Regions from separate parts of the Sus scrofa genome. Here region 1 is linked to region 2. The links are chromatin contacts, called in public HiChIP or PLAC-seq maps. All regions are on one chromosome and are shown on one strand. Each heading gives the region's core, a stretch centred on a gene start, on an enhancer-like site or on the middle of the called end of the contact. The rest is flanking DNA. Distances are from core to core; before and after follow the strand shown. Region 1 overlaps WBP1L (WW domain binding protein 1-like). Region 2 holds the start of WBP1L (WW domain binding protein 1-like).

What was found. HiChIP or PLAC-seq counts read pairs in DNA pulled down with a chosen protein or histone mark.
Region 1: an H3K27ac HiChIP or PLAC-seq map of skeletal muscle shows a contact between it and region 2, with 3 times the contacts expected there. The contact joins the enhancer-like site here to the promoter of WBP1L in region 2. A contact is called at or near these places in 3 of 5 promoter capture datasets (fetal liver and liver), 19 of 47 Hi-C or Micro-C datasets (blood, embryonic fibroblasts, epiblast stem cells and 10 more) and 2 of 2 datasets of contacts at active chromatin or transcription factors (alveolar macrophages and skeletal muscle).

The regions. Positions count from the first base shown.
Region 1 is chr14:113,794,919-113,801,261 of Sscrofa11.1, reverse strand. It overlaps WBP1L (WW domain binding protein 1-like), which reads right to left. Exons shown (of 4, transcript XM_001929157.7): 3 at 5,762-5,923; 4 at 698-4,416. The coding sequence ends at 3,677. Among named protein-coding and RNA genes, the nearest start is that of CYP17A1, 22 kb to the left of the region's middle. Within about 2 kb of position 1,456, at least 6 of the 83 cell types and tissues checked have an H3K27ac peak or open chromatin away from gene starts, as enhancers often do. A contact at or near this core is called in skeletal muscle, where this site is marked.
Region 2 is chr14:113,733,235-113,739,872 of Sscrofa11.1, reverse strand. WBP1L (WW domain binding protein 1-like) reads right to left here and starts at 2,115. Exons shown (of 4, transcript XM_001929157.7): 1 at 1,922-2,115. The coding sequence starts at 2,011. SFXN2 (sideroflexin-2) reads right to left here. Exons shown (of 12, transcript XR_002338747.1): 12 at 6,041-6,638.

The sequences.
Region 1 (6,343 bases), core at 207-2,706, 62 kb before region 2:
GATGTTGGTGCACTGGTGGCTCCTAAAACTCAGCTCTGATTCCAGTTCTGCTGGAATGCGAGACTTCAAACCACCTCCCAGGACTGGCCGAGCTGCTCTGAATTGGTACTGCTCACTTGTCTCAACCTCCCTCACACTGTTGATCAGCTAATTGTTTTGTCTTCTCAATTATCATTTAAATTCTAGAAGGCAAGGGTCTTGTCTTATACACGTCTTCCATGTTCTTCTTGGCACCCAGCATAGTGCTGGGCACAAAGCGGGGACCCATAACACATGCGTCGTGTATTGTATTTTGAGGCCAAGTGCTCATCCACAGGTCTATCGTATCAATAAAGAGATCTCCCGCAGTGCCTGCTGCCTCTTAAATGTCATGCTTTAGTTTCAGGGTCTCTGACTTGTTTCTGCTTCCGGGGGGTCTGATATTAACTAGTTTGTGGGACTTTACCAAAGTTTTCAAACATCACAAATACACCCTCGGCAGAGAGAGGGTTTGCTGGGAAATTCCCCGGATAGAAGTGCCCTCTGCAGCGGAGCCAGCCTGTCCCTGGCTCAGGAGCCTGTCCCCGACGGCTGTGTGACCTCTCTCAGCCTCTGCGTGGAGGAGCGGAGGGCATGTGCGCTCAGGAATATCGAGGTGCGACCCCTTCAAGTCTGGGGAGGAAGAAACGGGAATGAGTGCTACAAGGAAAAAGAGCAGTCGAGTTTTGGGGATGGATTTTATTTGGGCTTCTCACAGTGGTTAAGAGCCACTCTGTCTTCAGAACAATCACAGCACGGGAAATGCGTCACCGAGACTGCCCAGAAAAGTCTGACCAGCTGAATCTTATTGCTTAAAATACACATATTCACAATAACTGACAAAGGGTGATGTGCCTCACACAGGAATGTGTTAGCATTTGCAAATCTTCCGACTGTAGCACCAAACCCTCGACCAGCCCCTCTCGCCTGGAAAACCAGACTCCATCGAATCTCCCAGGCCCCCTCACGAGCCCTTCAATTCCTATTTCCAGCTTTCGTCGTGCAGGGTAGCCTCGTGTAGCAGGGGCCAGACTGACGGCTGGACTCAAGCCCAGCTCTGCCCGCTGCGTTTTCTTCTTCTCGTGCCTTTCGGGTGGGACGCTGCAGTGAACCCAGCAGGTAACGCGTGGACCAGTTCCCCACTCTGTTGGAGAAGGAAACTTGAGAGGGCCAGAATACATCCATTTGACCAGTTAACTGAAGCAGGGTTCATTTTGGTAAAACTTGATCTCTTTTGAGACACTTCAGGGAGTTGTTGGGATTTAAAAAAAAAAAAAAAAAAAGATTGAAGGAAAGGCATCTGAGGGCTGCCAGCGCACTCCTGCCCACTTCTGCCACACACGGGCGTGCTCGCTCGCATGCCCTGGACCTCAGCAGAGGGAGGGAAGCCCTATGGCACTGTGGTGGCCGCCAAACCCTCCTGGCACTTCTGGGCAGGGCCGGCGTCTGGGCCACAGCCAGTCCGAGCTGGTCACTGAAGAAGATCCAATTCGGCTTCTGTCTGAGGTTCCACCCTTGGCCTTCTGTCCCGTGTGGTTGTGGACACCCCCGGGGGCTGACACCAAGGGCCAGGAGCAGCCGAGGGAGGCAGACAGGCTCAGAGCACGTTTCCGCTTTCAGGGAACAGAACACAGGCCTCCGAGTGTCCACGGAGCAATGTGCAAATTGCAGTGATGGGTAGAGTAAAACCTCTACTTGGAGCACAGTATCTGGCAAACGTAGGGACTGCGGTCGACAGCGCTGCTGAGTACACCCGAGTGCACAGTCAGACATTTGCTCAGTAAACAGTAAATGCGTAAAATAAATTACCTCGAGAGGGCCGCCCCCTGCTCCAAACGTGTGGGTAACGGGAGCAGAGTGGCTGCCGTTCAAGGTATATTCACAGGAAAACAGGGCTAGGGGCTCACGCACAACGGACAGACACACACAGGTTATCCAAAAAGTCACTGTATACAGAATGCACGATGTTCGACGTGGATTTTGGTTTTGTGGACTCCAAACACAGACACTCAGTCACCTCACAGCCTTGGATTTGTCTGTTGTGTGTGTGTGTGTGTATATATACACACATATATGTATATATATATATATATATATATATATACACACACACACACACATACGTGTGTATTCATATATATACATATAGAGAGAGATACACACCTTCCTTTCTTAACATAACATCAATGGCTAGTCTGAATATCATCGTTCAAGAGTGGGAGAAGAACCAAACTCTTCACAGGAACAGGGCTGGACAGGGAATGTTAGCTTCGGCAGTTCGCTTTCTCCACTCAGATTATTCTCTCGAAGCTCAACTGGTTATCTGAAGCCAAACTATAGTTAATCAGGATCCTGGGGTCCTTCGGGATGGCTGCCTCCACCCTCCTGCCTGGGCCACTTAGACCCTTTACATAGGCTACAAAAATTAGCTACCCCACTCCAGGGTGGGGTGGAGCAGAGAAAGGGCACAAAATCCACAGATAACCAAAGCATGTTTTTCCCCAAGTGGTCAGTTTGAAAAAAGCAACAAAGAAACAAAACAACGGATTCAGAATCAAGAGAAAATACTGCGTGAGAGCCAGGCTGTGGGGCCACCCTCTCTCAGGACCCACAGCCTCCTCCTTTGTTCATAGAGAACAGTGAAGGCCAGCAGACAGTGTGCCTGGGATGGGGGAGGGCACTGGTCACCTGTGGGCACAGATCAAAGGGCAGAGATGCGGAAAGCTGCGCCTCCATCCACTGCTGCAGCGCAGGGCCTCCTGCTCACTCACAGGCGTTCCAGAGACAGCCCCCCACCAAGCCTGCACACAAAACTGGCTCGACTGTAGCTAGGCTCTTTGAAGGTCAAGTTGGGAAAGAGCCATAAACTTCCCTTTTCCAAAGCAGAATTCTTGTCTGCCCACTGGTCAAGTTCTTGTTTTCAGCTCGCTTTTGATTTTTTTTTTTCTCTTTTTTTTTAAGAAAAAAAAAAAAAACAACAAAGAGAAGGTGGGTATAACCTTCCACACCTGGACCAGTCTGCGGCCAGCCAGACCTGCTGGGAAGGGGCCCCTCCAGGATGCGAGGTGGCGCCTCAATCTCATCACCTTGAACTTGAGAGCGCAACAAGCCCCCTTGCCAACCGACCACACGACTGCCTATCGGTTCGCAGCCTCCCACAGGAGCCCAGTTCCAGCTCTGCAGACACTGGCAGTCAGGGCAGCAGTCCCTGGGCCTCTGTGGGCTTCCTTCTTCACCCAGAGCCCTGCCGCCTCTCGTGGACTGAGACACGGTGAGGTTCTCTACAACTAACACCAGGACGTGAATCCACTCCATCACCAAGAGTCTCTCGGGGCAGAGTCTCGCCCCGTGCCTCGGGGGCTTCTGAAACACACATCTCTCTGACCCAAGCAGGCAGGGAGACATGACTTGCAAAGAGGTAAAGGGGGGTGGGGTGGAGTGGGGTCTGAGGAATGAGTCCTGGAACAGCTTCTCGGCCCTCCACCACACTGTGCTTCTGTGGGGGGGCGAGGCACCCACTTCCCCAACTGTACCTGGAGATGCAGGAAAATGCAGGAGCAGAGGAGGGGAAAAAGGGCACAGTCGTTTAATGCTTCTCTCGTGGTTCTCCCCTACCCTGATTGCTTCGCCAAGTTGTCAGGCGCAGGCAGGGCCTGCTCTAGCTGGGGGAGCTGCTGCTCTGGGAGTTTGGGGAGTCCTGCTCGTTGATGGTGTTCAGCAGCAGGCAGGCGGGCGGCCGTGGTAGGTGGGGGTGCCCGGGCTCTTGGGCCTGCTCCTCGGAGGGCTGGCAGAGCCCTTCCTCCTCGTCGCCGGGGGGCCGCACGTGGCAGCTGTCGCAGAAGTCCAGGGGCCCGTCCAGAGCGTCATCGATGAGTGCGTTGAACTCTTTGAGGTCATCATCATGGTGGCCCCGGTTGCACACGCACACCTCGATGCCCGAGTCACCCGTGAAGCGGCGATGTCTGCCTGGCGTCTTGTCTTTGCTGTCAGGGAGGGCGCTGCCCTGCTCGGAGCTGTGCTCTTTCAGTAGCTCCTCCTTACATTCGGAATCCTTGTCCAGGAAGGCCCCGGGGTCTACCGCCCCCAGGCCGGCCCCAGAGCCGCTGGGCTCCATTCCAGGGGCTTTGGTGGCTGCAGGGTCTGCTGGCACGTCGGAGGGCTCAGGGTCAGCGATGCTTGGGGGTCTCGTGCTGCTTCTGCTGGGCCCAGACAAGGGGCTGCTCTGTGCCCCCTGGGAGCCCCTGGTGGGGTCGGCGCCTGGGGGGCTGCCACCTGCAGGGCCGCACTGTGCGGGCAGCTGCTGCTGCTGTAGCTGGAAGGCACTGTATGGTGGGGGAGGAGTTGGAGGTCGGTTCACCACTTCCTCATAAGGAGGTAGTAAATAGTTTGGCAAAAACCCTAAAATGGGGAGGTAGGGAGGAAAGATTACTGCACGGGCAATGGTTCCAGAACAGACTGCAGGCTCATGCTAGACAGATGTCTCGTCCCACCCCCAGCGTACCCACTAAGTGACAGCGATGGCTCTTGGCTGCGGGCGGGGCATGGGGCTGTGAGTGACTTTGCAAAGAGGGACGGGTTGGAAGCGAGCCATTCTAGTTTCTCGAAACCTGAGAGCTGCTGAAGCGGCTCTGCAGGCAAGGACTTCTGCCTGTCTGGGGCTAAGGCAGAGGGTTAGGCAAATATGGTAAATGGCCAAGAGATTTCTGCCTGGAAGCAACCTGTTTCCACATGCACGCAGTTCTCATGTTTCTTGCTCACACTGTGTCCTCCACCTGTGTCCTCAGGGTCAGGGACCCCAACTTAAGACTTTTCTTGACCACTTCCCGACTGCCCCTCCTCCGCCCTGGCACGTGCCAGACGTATACCATGAAGAGGGCCTTCTTCTAGGAGGTGAGAAATCTGTGTTGTCTCTCACCCTAGTGTGGCTGGAGGTGGTCTGGAAAGACAAACCAAACCTCATCCGGATTCAGATCAAGAGTGGGTGGCTTACCCGGTGGTAAGGGCGAGGGCCTGCCATCGAGGCTTGTTAAGAACATGCCACGTGAGTTGTCTTTTGCTTGGAGGCAGGAATGATCGAATTATTATATAACAATAATTGCTAGCTTTTATTGAGTACTTACTCTATGCCAGATGCTGTGCTCTAGGAGCACTTAACCCTCCTAGAGGTGGAATTCCAAATTTATAACCACTTTATTCTACAGAACGCACTGCAGAATGGCTCTGGACAGGCTGCACTGCTGGGCCTCCACCAACCATTTGAGAGGTCAGTGTAAGGAACCCCAGGAAATCAGGTGAGTGTGCCCTTCAGTGAATCACTGGGTTTCTTGGTTCTCAGGAAGTCCCCGTGTCACCCTCCCACACCTGCTCTGCTTGCGGTAGCCTCTGCTCAGGCATCTCACATGGCAGGAAGCAAAATGGGGGGATTTTGGGCCACTGACCTCTAAATCTCAATTCACTCACATCATACACCATCCAATTACCTGCCTACAAAAAAAGTCTGCCTCAAGGAGCAGAGACCTGGTCAGAACGCAGCCAGTGTGGACTGGAATGGCCCAATGGCTTCCAGGAGGGGCGTGCAGAGCACTGGCTCCTCTGTACTGAAGAGGGGAGCCCTCTTGTTCCCGTGTGTGAGACCCTGTTCTGTGTGGGTCAAGGGAGCCAAGCCCCTACGCCCGGCCACCCGAGCACTGTCTACACGGCCTGGCCCCGAGGGTGGGGGTCTGGTGGCTTTTTGTGTACGTACTGAAATAAAACGGCAGCGCTGAGTAATTGTGGGCTTCCCGGTAGGCGATCAGGTTGATTTCATGTTGCCGCTGTTGGGCCTGAAGGCGGTGCTTGGCTCGGCGGTGGTGGCAGACACAGCAGCAGCTCAGGATGATGATGATGGTCCACACCAGCCAGAACCCTGCGGGTGGGGAGGCGAGACAGAGGCGCGCACAGTGAGCCAGCTGGAGGGGTCCCGGGACAGTGGGCCCTGGCTTGGCACTGGCAGGCCTTGCCTGGTGAAGTTATACCTAGAACCCATGTTCATTTTCACAAATGTTTGTACCAGAGGGACTCGTGGGAACGTAAGAATGGTGACCGTACAAGAGGTCACTGACTGCAGGCTGCCTCCAGGAATTGGTCCGTCTGTATTTTTGGTTTGGTGGGCATTAAGTTTGCTTACCTTTTATTTATTCTTTTTTTTTTTTTAATTTTATTTTTTGTCTTTTCTAGGGCTGCTCCTGCGACATATGGAGGTTCCCAGGCTAGGGGTCTAATTGGAGCTGCAGCCTCCAGCCCATGCCACAGCCACAGCAACGCAGGTCTGAGCCGCGTCTGTGAC
Region 2 (6,638 bases), core at 866-3,365:
TCCCACCAGTGCCTTGGAAGCCAACCACCCCTCTCTCCTGGGGTGATGGAGACCACAGACCCAGGGCTCCCACCTCCAAAGGCTGCACGGTTCCTAAATCGACCCTCTACCATTTAATTGCTGGTCACTGGGAACAGCCTTTAGCGACAGCGACAGAAATAGGCAGGGGCAAAGGAAAAGCAACAGTTCTCTATTTTGTTCTTTCAACATCTATACTTCTTAGCTTTACCAGTCCTAAAGATTGTAACTTTTCTAGAAGATAAAGCAAATTTATTTCTCCTGTCAGTTGATGATTTTAACTGGGAAAACAACCCCAACAAAGCCTAAAACAGGAGAGTCCCAGCTGTAGAAAAAAGCAATGTATTGGGTCAGAAAATGAGCTATATTCCTTTTGTGCGTTCTTTCTAATACACGTAAATGTATTCTTTGAGAGAAGCAGAGGATACTTCTATAGATAAAGGAATAAATAAATTGTGGTGTAGCCACACAATGGAGTATTATTCAGCCACAAAAACAGATAAACCTTGAACATTATGGTAAGAGAAAGAAGCCAGACACAAAAGGTCACATACTGTAGGATTCCATTTATATGAAATATCCTGAACAGATAAATCCACAGAGACAGCAGACTGGTGGTTGCCAGGGTATGGGGGAAGGAGGAATGGGGAGGAACTGTTTAATGGTACAGGCTTTTCTTTTGGAGTGATGAAAATGTTTTGGAACTAGATAGAGGCGGTGGTTGCACAACACTGTGAGTGTACTAAATGCCACTGAAGTATTCACTTTAAAATGGTTAAGTGGTTTTAAATGGTTTATGTTATATACACTTCAGGTCATTTAAAAAATTAATTTGTTACATAGAGGATGAGCAAGACAAGATGCATATGTGAAAAGACTGCCCATAAACTCCTAGGGAAAAGATAAGTGTGTGTATTTTTGCTGGTACTCTGCGTCTACTTGATCACAACACAAAGTTCATGCTAAGCTGTAGAGACTCTGCCATTTTGCTCTGTGTGTGTGCCTTTCTGAAAAGACAGGGACGGGAACAGAAAGTGAAGAAAATAGAATGGTAAAGCCTTGCCAAATGCAAGGGAAGGAGGGGTGATTCCCCCTGCTGCACCCCACCCAACTTGGCACCAGGAGCAACGCTCCCATTAAGGTTTCGAAATGCCAGCAGCAGCTGAAATCAGCACAAGCTTCTCTGCCTGGATAAGAGGCAAGCCACCTAGCAAGAAAAGCTGGGGTGCTCCATTTGTTGCCCTTACTGGCATCAGCACCACCCTTTGCTCAAAACGCCGAGCTGGCCCAGACCGACATCGGTGACTGGCTCCCCCAGACCAGCCAGCCCGCCCAACAGTGAGAGCTTGTTACCGCTCGTGTGCCATGCTCCTGAGGAGCCCCAGTCTACTTCATCTCACCTGCCTTCCAAGATCCCTGCCTCCAACACCATTAAAAATGGGGCCTAGAGGCTCCTAGACCTTTCCCAGGTGCAGCTTGAAATAAATATCCTCTCAGCCCCTCCCTCCCTCTCAGGCCCACTCAATAACCCACGGACCCCTATCCGCACAGACGTAAACGCGGCATCGCTGCCTTGGAGACACTGTGAGACAAGAATGCGCGCCCCTCATGCCCCTGCTTGGCACCACTATCCGGCCACAGCCATCCCATCCCACCTTACCTAACTGCCGTCTCAAAGACCCCTCACTCACTTGGTACCATGCCTCTGCCACTTCCCTGACACCAAAGCCGTCACAGGTGTCCCTCAGTTAAACACCGACGCCCCCTTACATCCTGTCCACTCCAGACATGGGTGCCCCTCTTGGGACCCGTCGACTCTTGACAACATCCCTTCAGCCCCCTCCAGCCAGGCCTCGACGACCCCCAGACCTCCAGCCTGGCCCAGACGCTCCCTCCCCCTTACCTGCGGGGGTTCGGCCCTGGCTGACAGGGGGCTGGGCAGCGCCTGGAGGAGCAGGAGCGCCATGCCACCCAGGAGCCTTCTCCTCTCCATCCCCCTCCTGCTCCTGCTCCTCCGCCACGGCGCCGCCGCCTCCCTCCTCCTCCTCCCTCTCCTCCTCTTCCCTCTTCTTCCTTCTTCCCTTCTTTTCCTGTTTCACTCTCCCCACCCGCTTCCGGCTCTGCTCCACCCCGCCCAGCCGAAACACCTCCCAGACGCTGGGATGGTTCTCCAGTTCCAGCGCTTCATTGGTTTTATCCCTTTTTCCATTGGTTAAAACAGCCGTCGATCAAATACAAGTCCCGCCCCCTCATGATGTCGGAAGACCGGAGAGAGCTGGCCAATGAAAAGTAGGAGGAAGCCGGGCCATCTTGAGTGCTGCGAGGAGGCGTAAACGCGTGCTGCTCCGCAGAGAGTGGCGGAAGTAGCTGGAATCACGGGGCTGGGCAATCCAAAACATGTATAGAAGTCCATTTTGGTGCCGCCATCTTGAGTGTGGCGGAAGATTTCCCCAGTTCAGCAAAGAAAGGGAAGGGGTATAGCAATTCTAAGGGGTGTTGGAAAATAAGTTCATTTTAGAAGGTAACCGAGCGCTCTGAAAGACAACTGCAGTCTAAAGAGCTTTTGATGTCTTTTGTCTTTAAGCATAGCCCCAGTACCAGGTCCCGCTCGTGATCTCAAACAGTGGTTTCAGTCAATTTGAATTCCCTATAAGGCAGTACCTTTATTTGAGACAGTGCTTTGTCACCACAAATGAGAGAGACGAAATTCTATTGATTCTACCTTAAAAATAGGTCTGAAATCCATCCCCATTGCTTCAATCCATGTTCTCATTTTCTGGCTAAATACAAATGGTCTCTTCTGTCCCAGTTCCAATTCTTTCTTGAATCCCTTTCACCAACCAAAGCTGGGGTGCTCTACCACCTAAAACCAAGAATTCTCATCTCAGGGCTTCCCCTCTCGAAATACTTCAACCACCTGGACTGGACTTATAGTCCCAACTTTTAACATGCTTCTTTGTGTGTCCTGGTCCCAGCATACCTCTTTATCTCACCCACTGCCGCTTCACTTCCCACATCCTGCTCACACGTAACAGTTTAGAGCTCCCCAGAGTACTGAGCTATGCAGTGCCCTTAACTTCATTTACACTTTACACAGTTTCCTGTTTACAAACTCCTCATTCCCACCCCCTCCTCTCTTCTGAATTCACATAACACTTAGCACACAGTGTATCTATCTGTAGTTTCTGCCTGCTTGACCCCTCCCACTAGACGTGTAGCTTTTTGTATGGCACACCAGATCTTACACATTTTTTTTTAAAGAAACTCCTACAGCACCTTGTACAGGGCCCAGTCACGAGCTCAATCAATGTTGGGAGAATAAACGAACAAAAGAAGACCCAAAGCAGAGAAGCCAGCTGCCCTGTAGCTGCCAATTTCCTCTCAAAAAACCTGCCAAAGCATTTCAGAGCCTGGCCCATTCTAGCCCATAGCTGAGCCCAGAGGGAGTTGGTTCTTGGTTTAAATGATGGCAAAGTGGGAAACAGGTAAGAGTGAAGAAATCAGTTCTGTCTCTATCTTGATCCTGCTTTTCCAAGTGCTGCAAGTTGTTTTTTTGGGTTTTTTTTTGTTGTTGTTGTTGTTGTTTTTTGTTTTTTTGTTTTTTGTCTTTTTGCCTTTTCTAGGGCCGATCCTTGTGGGCCATATGGAGGTTCCCAGGCTAGGGGTCGAATCGGAGCTGTAGCCTCTGGCCTACACCAGAGCCAGAGCAATGCGGTATCCGAGCCAAGTCTGCAACCTATACCACAGCTCATGGCAATGCTGGATCCTTAACCCACTGAGCAAGGCCAGGGATCGAACCTGCAACCTCATGGTTCCTAGTTGGGATTCGTTAACCACTGCGACACGATGGGAACTCCGCTGCTTTCCCAAGTGCTGCACGTATTTTTGACAAACTTAAATTTCTTAGAAATTCATCCATTCCACTATCAAGCTCCTGGAGAGAGGAAAAGATTAAGTACTAGGCAAGGGCCACATTATTTTCATAGCACAAGTTCTTAGTCCTAGCCTCAAGGAGTTATAAGCCCTCTGTATAAAGGCCACTTATCATCATCATTAGGAAACCCCAATGGTTTAAATCTGGCAAACACAGAGCATTTTGTCCTAACTCCCTTTTCTCCCTTAACCTGAAAGCTCTGACAGACAAACATGACAACCTGCCCCATCTGGATCAGCACTTCTCACAGGCATTTTAGTCACCGTAACCATCTCTTTCCACATCCTGAAGGAGCCAACTCAAAGACAGCAGAGAGGCCTTGCAAAACAGAGCTGAGATGCAGTTTGAGTGAACTCATTTTCATCTGCCTCTGAACTGCAGCCACTACCTACTCCAGACTTTTCCGAGAGTAACAGTCTATGAAGAGAGAAGGAATGCCAGGAGGCTTAAGGAATTGGGAAAGAAAGGTTGGGGATTCTTGAAAGAACTTCAGTTCAGAATTGCTTCCAAGCTCTGCCTAGCTCTGGTAATGTTTTCCTTATTTGCCTGTGGAAGTGAGAAAAGCTGAAGGCAGATTTCCTGTCCTAAGGAAGCTAGCTCCAAGACACAGACTTTTCTGCTCAGACATCAGCTAAAATTAAACTGTACATGTTACAGCATGGATGAACTTTGAAAATATTATGCTCAGGGAAAGAAGTCAGACACAGAAGGCCACATTGTGTGATTCCATCTATCTGGAATGTCGAGAATAGGCAAATCCACAGACAGAAGATAGATGAGGGGTTAGCAGGGAGCTGGGGGATGAGGGTAATGATGAGTGACCACTAATGAGTACAGTTTCTTCGGGGGGTAATGAAAATATTCTGGAACTAGACAGTAATGACAGTTGGTGAGTATGCCCCAAACCACTGAATTGTACACTTTAAATGGTACCACTTTATAGTATGAGAATTATATTGTAATATTTTTTAAGGGGGGGGGGACCAAACTGCAGTCAGTACCTTGACCTCAGAGAGGAGGCTCCTGCTCTTTAGAGCAGTGGTCCTTCAAACACGGTCCCCAGACCAACAGGATCAGCATCACTGAGAAATTACCAGAAATGCAAATACGCAGGCTCCATCCCAGACCACACAATTAGATGGGGCCCTATAATCTATGCTTTGAGAAGCCCTCCGGGTGAACATCATGTATGTTCTCAAGAACCATTACTTTTCGTGTAAAGGACCAGTTAGTAAATATTTTAAGCTCTGCATGCCACATACACAGGGTCTCACATAGTCCTCTTTTTCTTTTTCATGACCTTTTAAAAATGTAAAAACCATTCAGTTCCCAGGCACACCAAAACAGATAATAGGAGTTCCCACTGTGGTTCAGCAGAAATGAACCTGACTAGTGTCCATGATGTGGGTTCAATCCCTGGCCCGGCTTAGTGGGTTGAGGATCCAGTGCTGCCATGAGCTATGGTGTAAGCCAGAACTGGCGTTGCTGTGCCTGTGGCGTAGGCCAGCAGCTGTAGCTCCGATACTTAGACCCCCAGCCTGGAAACTTCCATGTGCCGCACCTTCGGCCCTACAATAAATAAATAAATAAATTTAAAAAACAGGTAACAGGGAGTTCCTGTCGTGGTGCAGTGGTTAACGAATCCGACTAGGAACCATCAGGTTGCGGGTTCGATCCCTGCCCTTGCTCAGTGGGTTAAGGATCTGGTGTTGCCGTGAGCTGTGGTGTAGGTTGCAGACGCAGCTCGGATCCCACATTGCTGTGGCTCTGGCGGAGGCTGGCGGCTACAGCTCCAATTCGACCCCTAGCCTGGGAACCTCCATTTGCCGTGGGAGAGGCCCAAGAAATGGCAAAAGACAAAAAAAAAAAAAAAAAAAAAAGCAGATTAACAGGCAGATTTGGACCCTCGAGCCATAGTTTGCCAACTCCCGCCCCTGTGAGATGGGAATCTCTGGAGCCTCAAGCAAAAGACAGGTGGATTTTCCTTCCATAAAAAGGAAGCTGAACAAAGGCCTCCAGGCACCAGACAGGTTCCCCTTATAGCTGCCATACCCTCCTCTACGCCAAGGCCAAAGTAAGACCAGACCCTGCTTTCCATCCAGCTTTATTAACACAGTGTACAGACTTCATTGTGCTCTTTCAAGAAATGGGATTCACAGTGACATCCTTTGATCAGTCAGTAAATTCCACTAGACAATGTCCACTCATACAGACATTGGCCCCAGGTCAGCCACAGCAGCCTGCCCTCCCCCACAGGCTTGCTAAATCCCCTAGAGCAGCCAAGCGGAGACGGGCAAGTGGCTGCGCTCGGCTGTGTGTCCTTTAAGGCTCTTTGGTCCTGGTTGATTTCCTCTCAGAGGCGTCCAAATAAAACTTCCCTTTCCTCTTCAGTCCGCACCAGTCTCTCTTTGGTGTTAACCCAGTGGGCTGAGGAAGGGAGGCAGCCAGGAAATTATACCCATGAAAATGTTCAGTGAATGCCTCCCTCCTTTGTTTTTACTCACGGTTAGTGGAATTACCTTTTAGACACAGAGAAGCAGAATCAGATATGATTTTAGGGCAGGAGAAAGAAGTCAGTATCAACGGACATGGCTTGAAGCACCACGAAACTCTGCTGCCTCCATAACGTCCTTTTTTTTCGGCCTCGCCCAGAGCATGCAGACATTCCTGGCCCAGGGATTGAACC